Linked DNA regions of Sus scrofa: region 1 is linked to region 2. Evidence: chromatin contacts called from public HiChIP or PLAC-seq data. All regions are on one chromosome and are shown on one strand. Each heading gives the region's core, a stretch centred on a gene start, on an enhancer-like site or on the middle of the called end of the contact. The rest is flanking DNA. Distances are from core to core; before and after follow the strand shown. Region 1 overlaps SBNO1 (protein strawberry notch homolog 1). Region 2 overlaps DDX55 (ATP-dependent RNA helicase DDX55).

Region 1 (3,875 bases), core at 829-3,328, 230 kb after region 2:
CAGTTACATAGTATGCTCTTCTTTTAACCCTAATTAACATTAGTTCTCCAGGTAATTAATTTATATTTAAAGTTCACCACTCACTCACTAGTCCTTAGGTTAATATCTCTCTAGTCATTTTGTCTGGCGCCCAAAATAGATTCCTCAAGAAGGTCTTATGGAAACCCTCAGTTCCCTGAGTTCTTGCCTGCTGGGAATTTTGTGCCTTTGTACTTGAAAGACAGTTTTACCAGACATGAAATCTTTATTAGGTTAACATTATTTTTTGTTGAATTTATTTATTTATTTATGTTTTTTTAGGGCCGCACCAGCAGCATACGGAGGTTCCTAGGCTAGGGCTTGAACTGGAACTGTAGCCGCTAGCCTACACCACAGCCACAGCAGTGCCAGACTGGAGCCACGTCTGTGGCCTATACCACAGCTCACGGCAATGCCGGATCCTTAACTCACTGAGCGAGGCCAAGGATCTAACCCACATCCTCGTGGATGCTAGTTGGGTTTGTTAACCACTGACCCACTATGGGAACTCCATAGTTTTTTGTTTTTGTTTTTGTTTTTGTCTTTTTGCCATTTCTTGGGCCGCTCCCATGGCATATGGAGGTTCCCAGGCTAGGAGTCCAATTGGAGCTGTAGCTGCCAGCCTGTGCCAGAGCCACAGCAACGCAGGATCTGAGCCGCATCTATGACCTACACCACAGCTCACGGCAACACCGGATTGTTAACCCACTGAGCAAGGGCAGGGACCAAACCTGCAACCTCATGGTTCCTAGTCGGATTCGTTAACCACAGAGCCACGATGGGAACTCCCAAGGGAACTCCATAGTTTGATGGTGCTCTAATTTTCTTTCCCTTATTAATTTAGTTCTTTTGTGTCTGTATGTGTGAATGATAAGTTTGATCATTTTGCTAGTTTACATCCTGGTATTAGTCATCTTTTGTCCAGTATTCTCAGATTTGTAATATGCTCTTTCAACATGTAGATTCACATCTTCAGAAAGTTTTTGAATTACTTTCATTTTTCTTTCTTTCTTTTTTTATTTTTTTTCCTTTTTAGGGCTGCACCTGAAGCATAAGGAAGTTCCCAGGCTAGGGGTTTAATTGGAGTTGCAGCTGCTGCCCTACCCCACAGTTTACAGCAGCGCAGAATCCTTAATCCTCTAAGCAAGGTCAAGGATCACACCTTTGTCCTCTCACCCACTGATCCACAAAAGAATTCTTCCTCTCTTGGATCCTTTTAATCTCTTTCTTCATGTCTTTTTCTTTAACAGCTTTATTGAGATACATTTCACATCTAGTACAATTCACCCACTTGAGGATGTGATTAGATGTTTTTAGCATATTACCTTGTTAATTCTTTTAATTGTTTTATCCATTTTAAAGTGTTTGATATAGTGGCATTAATTATATTCACAGTGTTGTTAAGCCACCACCATTAAATGATAAATCCCCAGAGTTCCCTTGTGGCACAAACAGGTTAAGGATCCAGTGTTATCACTGTAGCAGTTCAGGTTGCTGCTTTGGTGCAGGTTCAATCCCTGGCCCAAACCAAAAAAACAGTAATTCCTCATTTTCCTTTCTCTAGCCTCTGAGAAACCTCTGCTGTATTTTCTGCCTCTGTGTATTTGCATATTTTGGTACCTCGTGTAAGTGGATCATGTAACGTGACATTTTGTGTTGGCTTCTTTCACTTAGTATAATGTTTTCAAGGTTCATCCATGTTGTAGTGTGTGTCAGAACTTCATTACTTTTTGTGTCTAATATTACACTGTCTACATATAAGCACATTTTGCATATTTGCAAATATTTATGGAGTAACAACTGAAAATGAAGACCTGGTGCAAGAAGTAACTGTGGAGTTGCCATCGTGTTTCAGTGGTTTTGAACCTGACTAGGAGCCATGCGGATGGGAGTTCAATCCGTGGCCTAGCTCAGTGGGTTAAGCATCCGGCGTTCCTGTGAGTTGTGGTGTAGGTCGCAGATGCAGCTTGGATTTTGAGTTGCTGTGGCTGTGGCATAGCCTGTCAGCTACAGCTCTGACTCAGCCCCTGGCCTGGGAACTTCCATCTGCCACGGGTGTGGCCCTAAAAAGACCCAAGAAAAAAAAGAAGTAACTGTGTAGGAAGTTCTCTCATGGCACAGAAGGTTAGGGATCCCGTGTTGCTGCTGCTGTGGTGCAGGTTTGATCCCTGGCCTGGAAACTTCCACATGCCACAAGTGCGGCCAAAAAGAGAAGCAACTGTGTAAGGGAGATCAAATATGATAATGCCACAGGCAGTGTGAAACATAAATCAACTCTGGATCAGGAATCCCTAAACTTTTTCTTCCAAAATCCAGGTAGTAAGTATTTTTAGGTTTTGCAGTCTCTGCTGACTATTCTTTGTGGATTTTTTTTCTTCCTAACTTCCTCCTTTTCATCCATCCTTAAAGTGTTCTTAAACTTAGGAGCTGGGAGTTCCTGTTGTGGCGCAGTGGAAGCAAATCCTATTAGGAACCATGAGGTTGTGGGTTTGATCCTTGTCCTCACTCAGGGTTAAGGATCTGATGTTGCCATGAGCTGTGGTGTAGGTCGCAGACTCGGCTCAGATCCTGCGCTGCTGTGGCTATGGCCTAGGTGGGCAGCTGTAACTCCAATTAGACCCCTAGCCTGGGAATCTCCATATGCCATGAGTATGGCCCTCTAAAGCAAAAAAAAAAAAACAAAAGCAAAACAAAAAGAACTTAGGAGCCTCAGGCCAGGTATGGTCTGTAAGCCTGGGGTACCGGTCTCTGATTGAAGAGCAAAGCTCTCAGACTAGGTCTGGCTTCTGATTGATTGTTCTTTCTTTTCTTTTCTTTTTTTCTCTGGGCCCCTCCTGTGGTATATGGAGGTTCCCAGGCAAGGAGTTGAATTGGAGCTATAGCCGCCAGATTAAGCCACAGCAACAGCAACTTGGGTTCTGAGCCATGTATGCAACCTACACCACAGCTCATGGCAATGCCGGATCCTTAACGCACTGAATGAAGCCAGAGATCGAACCTGTGTCCTCATGGGTGCTAGTCAGATTCTTTAAACACTGAGCCATGGACAGGAACTCCTAGATGTGTTTGTTTAAAAATCTTGCTGAGATTATTTTAGATTCTCATGAGGCTATAAGAAATGATAGAGAAATTTCTTGTACAGTATTTTTCCTAGTGGTAACATTTTACAAAACTACAGTGTAATATCAATCAGGATTTTTTTTTTAAGGCAAATTCACTTTTGTTAGGTGGGATTGAGACCCAATCCAACGCAGACAACTTCGGCAAGCTAGGCTGGAGCGCTTTATCTCAAACAATGTAGAACTCAGGAGCTTCAGCCAGGGGTCATTTCAACATGCTTGTTATTAACACAGCGCAAAAATAACCAGAGAGAAAGAGACTCATCTAGTACTCATCTAGGTGCCAAGCTGGCCTAAACCGCCTGGACGGTAGCCTGAGGACTCCTGATGTTAAATTTATTACTTTTCAAATTTTATGTTTTGTCTTTTGTGTCTGTAGTAAAAAAATTCATTGCCTATTTCAGGGTCTTAGATTTTCTGAAGTATAGTTGATTTACAATGTTGTGATATCAATCAGGATTTTTTTTTAAATTTATTTTTGTGGCCACACCCATGGCATATGAACATTCCCAAGCTAGGGGCCATTTTGGAGCTGCAGCTGCCAGCCTAAAGCACAGCCACAGCAATGCCAGGTCCAAGCTGCATCTGTGACCTACACCACAGCTTATGGGACCACCAGATCCTTAACCCACTGATCAGGGCCAGGTATTGAACCTGAATCTTAATGGATAGTAGTTGGGTTTGTTACCGCTGAGCCACAATGGGAACTCCTCAACTAGGGTATTGATACAATTCACC
Region 2 (4,041 bases), core at 52-2,551:
GCACATGGCAGAGCCAGAGGGAAGGTCTGACTCCATCCCCGATGTTCTTCCCACTCTGCCGGGCTCAGGTGCCAGTGTGGGCCAGCTCTTGTCTAAACACCTGTGCTAAGGGACTGCTACCAGGTTCCTTGCTATTTGCACCACCAGTACATAAGGAAGCAGTTTTACACACTGAGAGTCACAATCCACGGATCCTGAAAGCAATCTAGTGGTTCCTGAGATCAATTTAATGGGTCTGGACCAGCATTATTAAACAATCATTTTGAATACAACAGAATAGAAAGCATCAGAATGTGCCCGCCTAGCCAAGTACAGTTTTGTGAAATCTTTCAGTTGGGTGTGTGTGTGTGTACCAGGTTATATTTCTAACTATGGGCCTGTACAGCTACATGCATACTATTGGTGAAATGATGACGGAAAAGAAACATACAAGTCTTTTGGCACTGCCCAAAAAAAAATGATACCATGGGTATATGTGTAGGAGGAAAAAACAGCCCAAAGAGTACACACCTCCTACCTTGTACTCGGACAACAGGACGGAGTGTGGCAGACTCTAGGCTGCCTTATAAAACGCCATCCCACCCCCTTCCTCCTTCACCTCCCTCTGCTACAGAGGCTGGGACAACGACCCACTCATTTTCCCCACCACTCCAAGTCAGGCACTGCTGAGTGACCCACCTTTGGCCCATGCAATGAAAGTGGAAGTCAGTGGGGATGGGGGGCAGTTCTAAGAAAGCCTTCTGCTTTTCTGATTAAAAGGGTCTGAGGGAGTTCCCATCGTGGCGCAGTGGTTAATGAATCCGACTAGGAACCATGAGGTTGCGGGTTCGATCCCTGCCCTTGCTCAGTGGGTTAAGGATCCAGCGTTGCTGTGAGCTGTGGTGCAGGTCGCAGACGCGGCTCAGATCTGGCGTTGCTGTGGCTCTGGTGTAGGCTGGCGGCTACAGCTGTGATTAGACCCCTAGCCTGGGAACCTCCCATATGCCGCAGGAGCGGCCCAAGAAATGGCAAAAAGACAAAAAAATAAAAAATAAAAAAAATAAATAAATAAAAGGGTCTGAGATGGCAAATGCTGCCCTAGCCCCTCCCCCTCCCTGTCCTCTTTTATCTGCTTTCAGTGCAGATGTGACAAAGGGGTCACAGTGGCAACTTGAAACTAGGGGGTGACCTACAGGAAGGAAAGGCCAAGACAGTTGCAGACACACTACTGGCCTTGACGTTGCTGAGACAGAAACCAGTGTCAGGAACTGCCTTCCTCTGGACTTCCTCTTACAGGAGAAAAATAAACCCCTCCTGCTTGAGCTGCGGAAACGGCGTTTTCAGTTATTTGCAGCCAAATGCTATGGTTCTCCTAAGAGAGAAACAATCTAAAGGGAACTTCAAACCTGAGGGTGGCTACACACGTGTGCACATCCTGGGTGTGGCTGAACCCCAGACTTGCCTACACAGTCCAGAAGGATTACCTGAAGAAGACCAGGTGTTTCTCCTGCTTGTGATTTCGAAGAAAATGGACCAGCTGATTAAACTTCTCGTCTGCCTTACACACCTGCAAAATAAAAAGGAAAACCAACAAAACAAAAACAAATTTATGCTGCCGTGAGCTGTAGAGACAGCTCTGATCTGGTGTTGCTGTGGCTGTGGCATAGGCCGGCAGCTGTAGCTCTGATTAGACCCCTGGCCTGGGAACCTCCATATGCTGCTGGTGGGGCCCTAAACAAACAAACAAAACAAATTTGCTGACAATAATAACCCCATAGCTATTTTCAGTTTTGGCCTTTAACTTTAAGGAATCTAATTTCCTCCACGAAAAGGATAGACTTTTGTCAGAATGTTACTCAGTCCACTGAGCTCGGAATAAACTTCAGATCTGGCGTTGCTGTGAAGTCACAAAATCCCGGAACTGAGGACGGGAGCAGGGAACACTCAACATAGTGCTTCCCAAATCCCAAATGCAGACAGCACCATGCCAGCCATGCCACCATGCCCAGGGTAAGTTTAAATGTAGGTTCCTGGGGAGTTCCTGTTGTGGTGCAGCGGAAACGAGCCCGACTCGTATCCACGAGGATTCAGGTTCGATCCCTGGCCTCACTCAGTGGGTCGGGGACCCGGCATGGCTGTGAGCTGTGGTGTAGGCTGGCAGCTGTGGCTCCGATCCAACGCCTGGCCTGGGAACTTCCATGTGCCGCAAGTGCAGCCCTAAAAAAAAAAAAAAAAAAATGCAGGTTCTTGGACACAGCACACAGACTGATTCGGTGGTTCTAGAATTGCACCCAAGAGTCCACATTACTTAAAGAGTGTCCAGGAAATTCTGAGGCACAGCCACGTTCAGAAACCACTGCTCTAAGGTGGACACAGGTCTCCAGAGTGGAACACACACAGACTTATTTCACAGACCCCCCTGCCAGAGACAGACTCCAGTCTCCCTCAATAAATGCAGTCAAGTGCTCCACTCAGGCCCCTAAACTGGAGACATTTAAGTCCACCTAAATGCATTCCCCATTTTTAGCAAGACCAAATCCTCAGTTTGGAATTTCTTTCTCTCAGACATCTCTAAATGCAATCGCTTAAATGAATGCAAAAGAGTAGAATGCAGCAGCAGCCACTGGGTTCCAAAGCTACTTTATCAGCACTTAACTATGTACAAAGCACTGACCTAAAAACCTTCAACTGTGTAATAAACCAATTCTTTTTTTTTTTTTTTTAATTTTTGTTGTTGTTGTTGCTATTTCTTGGGCCGCTCCCGCGGCATATGGAGGTTCCCAGGCTAGGGGTCAAATCGGAGCTGTAGCCACCAGCCTATGCCAGAGCCACAGCAACGAGGGATCCGAGCCACGTCTGCAACCTACATCACAGCTCATGGCAATGCCGGATCCTTAACCCACTGAGCAAGGGCAGGGACCGAACCCGCAACCTCATGGTTCCTAGTCGGATTCGTTAACCACTGCACCACGACGGGAACTCCAGTAAACCAATTCTTATAGCAATCCTATGAAGTGAGGGTTAGAACCTACTAGAGCCCCCATTTTACAGGTGATACACTGGTAAGTTCACCTATTTCAGTCAGGAAGGGACGCCTTCAGCCTAGATGTGTACCTGGGTGGCCCTCCAGCCTCTCTGTTCTTAACCACTGTCCATCGCCTCCTCCTTCCTCTGGGAAGAGCTGGCCTTCTGACCTTACCAGCCCAGCCTCAGGGAGAAATGTCAACACCAAGTATAACACCCCCATCTGATTTCAAAAACATTCTCCAGGAAGCGGCACCAGAGGCGGCTTTCTGATGTGCAAACTCTTCTTCCTTCAATCCCCCCATGAACTGACACAAAGGACAGCAGCCTTGTTGCCCTTAGGAGAGTTCACAGCGCTAGGGACACTGGTTTGTTAATGGCCCACTTCTCTACGAACATGTCACTGTTTCTGTGAACAGGAGCCTTGCTCAGCCACAAGAAAAGCCCAGTCCCCTGGCTGACTATTCAGAGGTGTCTTGGTGAGCAGGTGACACTGGCCTCTAGGTTCTCCCAGTTCCCAAGTGGCACTGCCATCCTGGCTGACCATCCTGTCCTGCTGCCTCTTGGCCCAACCCCATGATGGAAGAGAACAGAGGGGGTGACCTCATGACTCACAACCACATTTCCAAAAGCCTTCCCAATGCCTTGTGAGGCAACTACAGGTATTGGCAGCGAGTATTTACCACTGCAAATTCAGCAAGTCTCAGCTGCAAATCAAAAAGACCAAACATTTAGGTTACAGAGCAGAAGAATGTCACTCAACAAAGTCCCTTCAGATTTTGTGTCTCACTGGCATGTCTGGCTGTGCCCTTCTCTTAACTCAGGCTCATCCAAACAGGCTGGGAGCACAGTGTTTCCTGAGCCCACACCCAGCACACCCTGTGCACATGTCATTTGATCACTTGGGGGTGGGAGGTCCATACACACCACCCTTGGAGACTGTGCTTAAAATACAGTGGTGCAGGGAGTTTCCTTTGTGGCACAATAGAAACAAACCCAACTAGTATCCATGAGGATTCAGATTCAACTGCTGGCCTC

Evidence for each region. HiChIP or PLAC-seq counts read pairs in DNA pulled down with a chosen protein or histone mark.
Region 1: an H3K27ac HiChIP or PLAC-seq map of alveolar macrophages shows a contact between it and region 2. The contact joins two enhancer-like sites. A contact is called at or near these places in 2 of 47 Hi-C or Micro-C datasets (both in embryonic fibroblasts) and 1 of 2 datasets of contacts at active chromatin or transcription factors (alveolar macrophages).

Annotation. Positions count from the first base shown.
Region 1 is chr14:29,604,448-29,608,322 of Sscrofa11.1, forward strand. The region is part of intron 27 of SBNO1 (protein strawberry notch homolog 1); the gene reads left to right. Among named protein-coding and RNA genes, the nearest start is that of CDK2AP1, 25 kb to the right of the region's middle. Within about 2 kb of position 2,079, at least 4 of the 83 cell types and tissues checked have an H3K27ac peak or open chromatin away from gene starts, as enhancers often do. A contact at or near this core is called in alveolar macrophages, where this site is marked.
Region 2 is chr14:29,373,415-29,377,455 of Sscrofa11.1, forward strand. DDX55 (ATP-dependent RNA helicase DDX55) reads right to left here. Exons shown (of 13, transcript XM_003359086.4): 8 at 1,464-1,546. Among named protein-coding and RNA genes, the nearest start is that of DDX55, 13 kb to the right of the region's middle. Within about 2 kb of position 1,302, at least 21 of the 83 cell types and tissues checked have an H3K27ac peak or open chromatin away from gene starts, as enhancers often do. A contact at or near this core is called in alveolar macrophages, where this site is marked.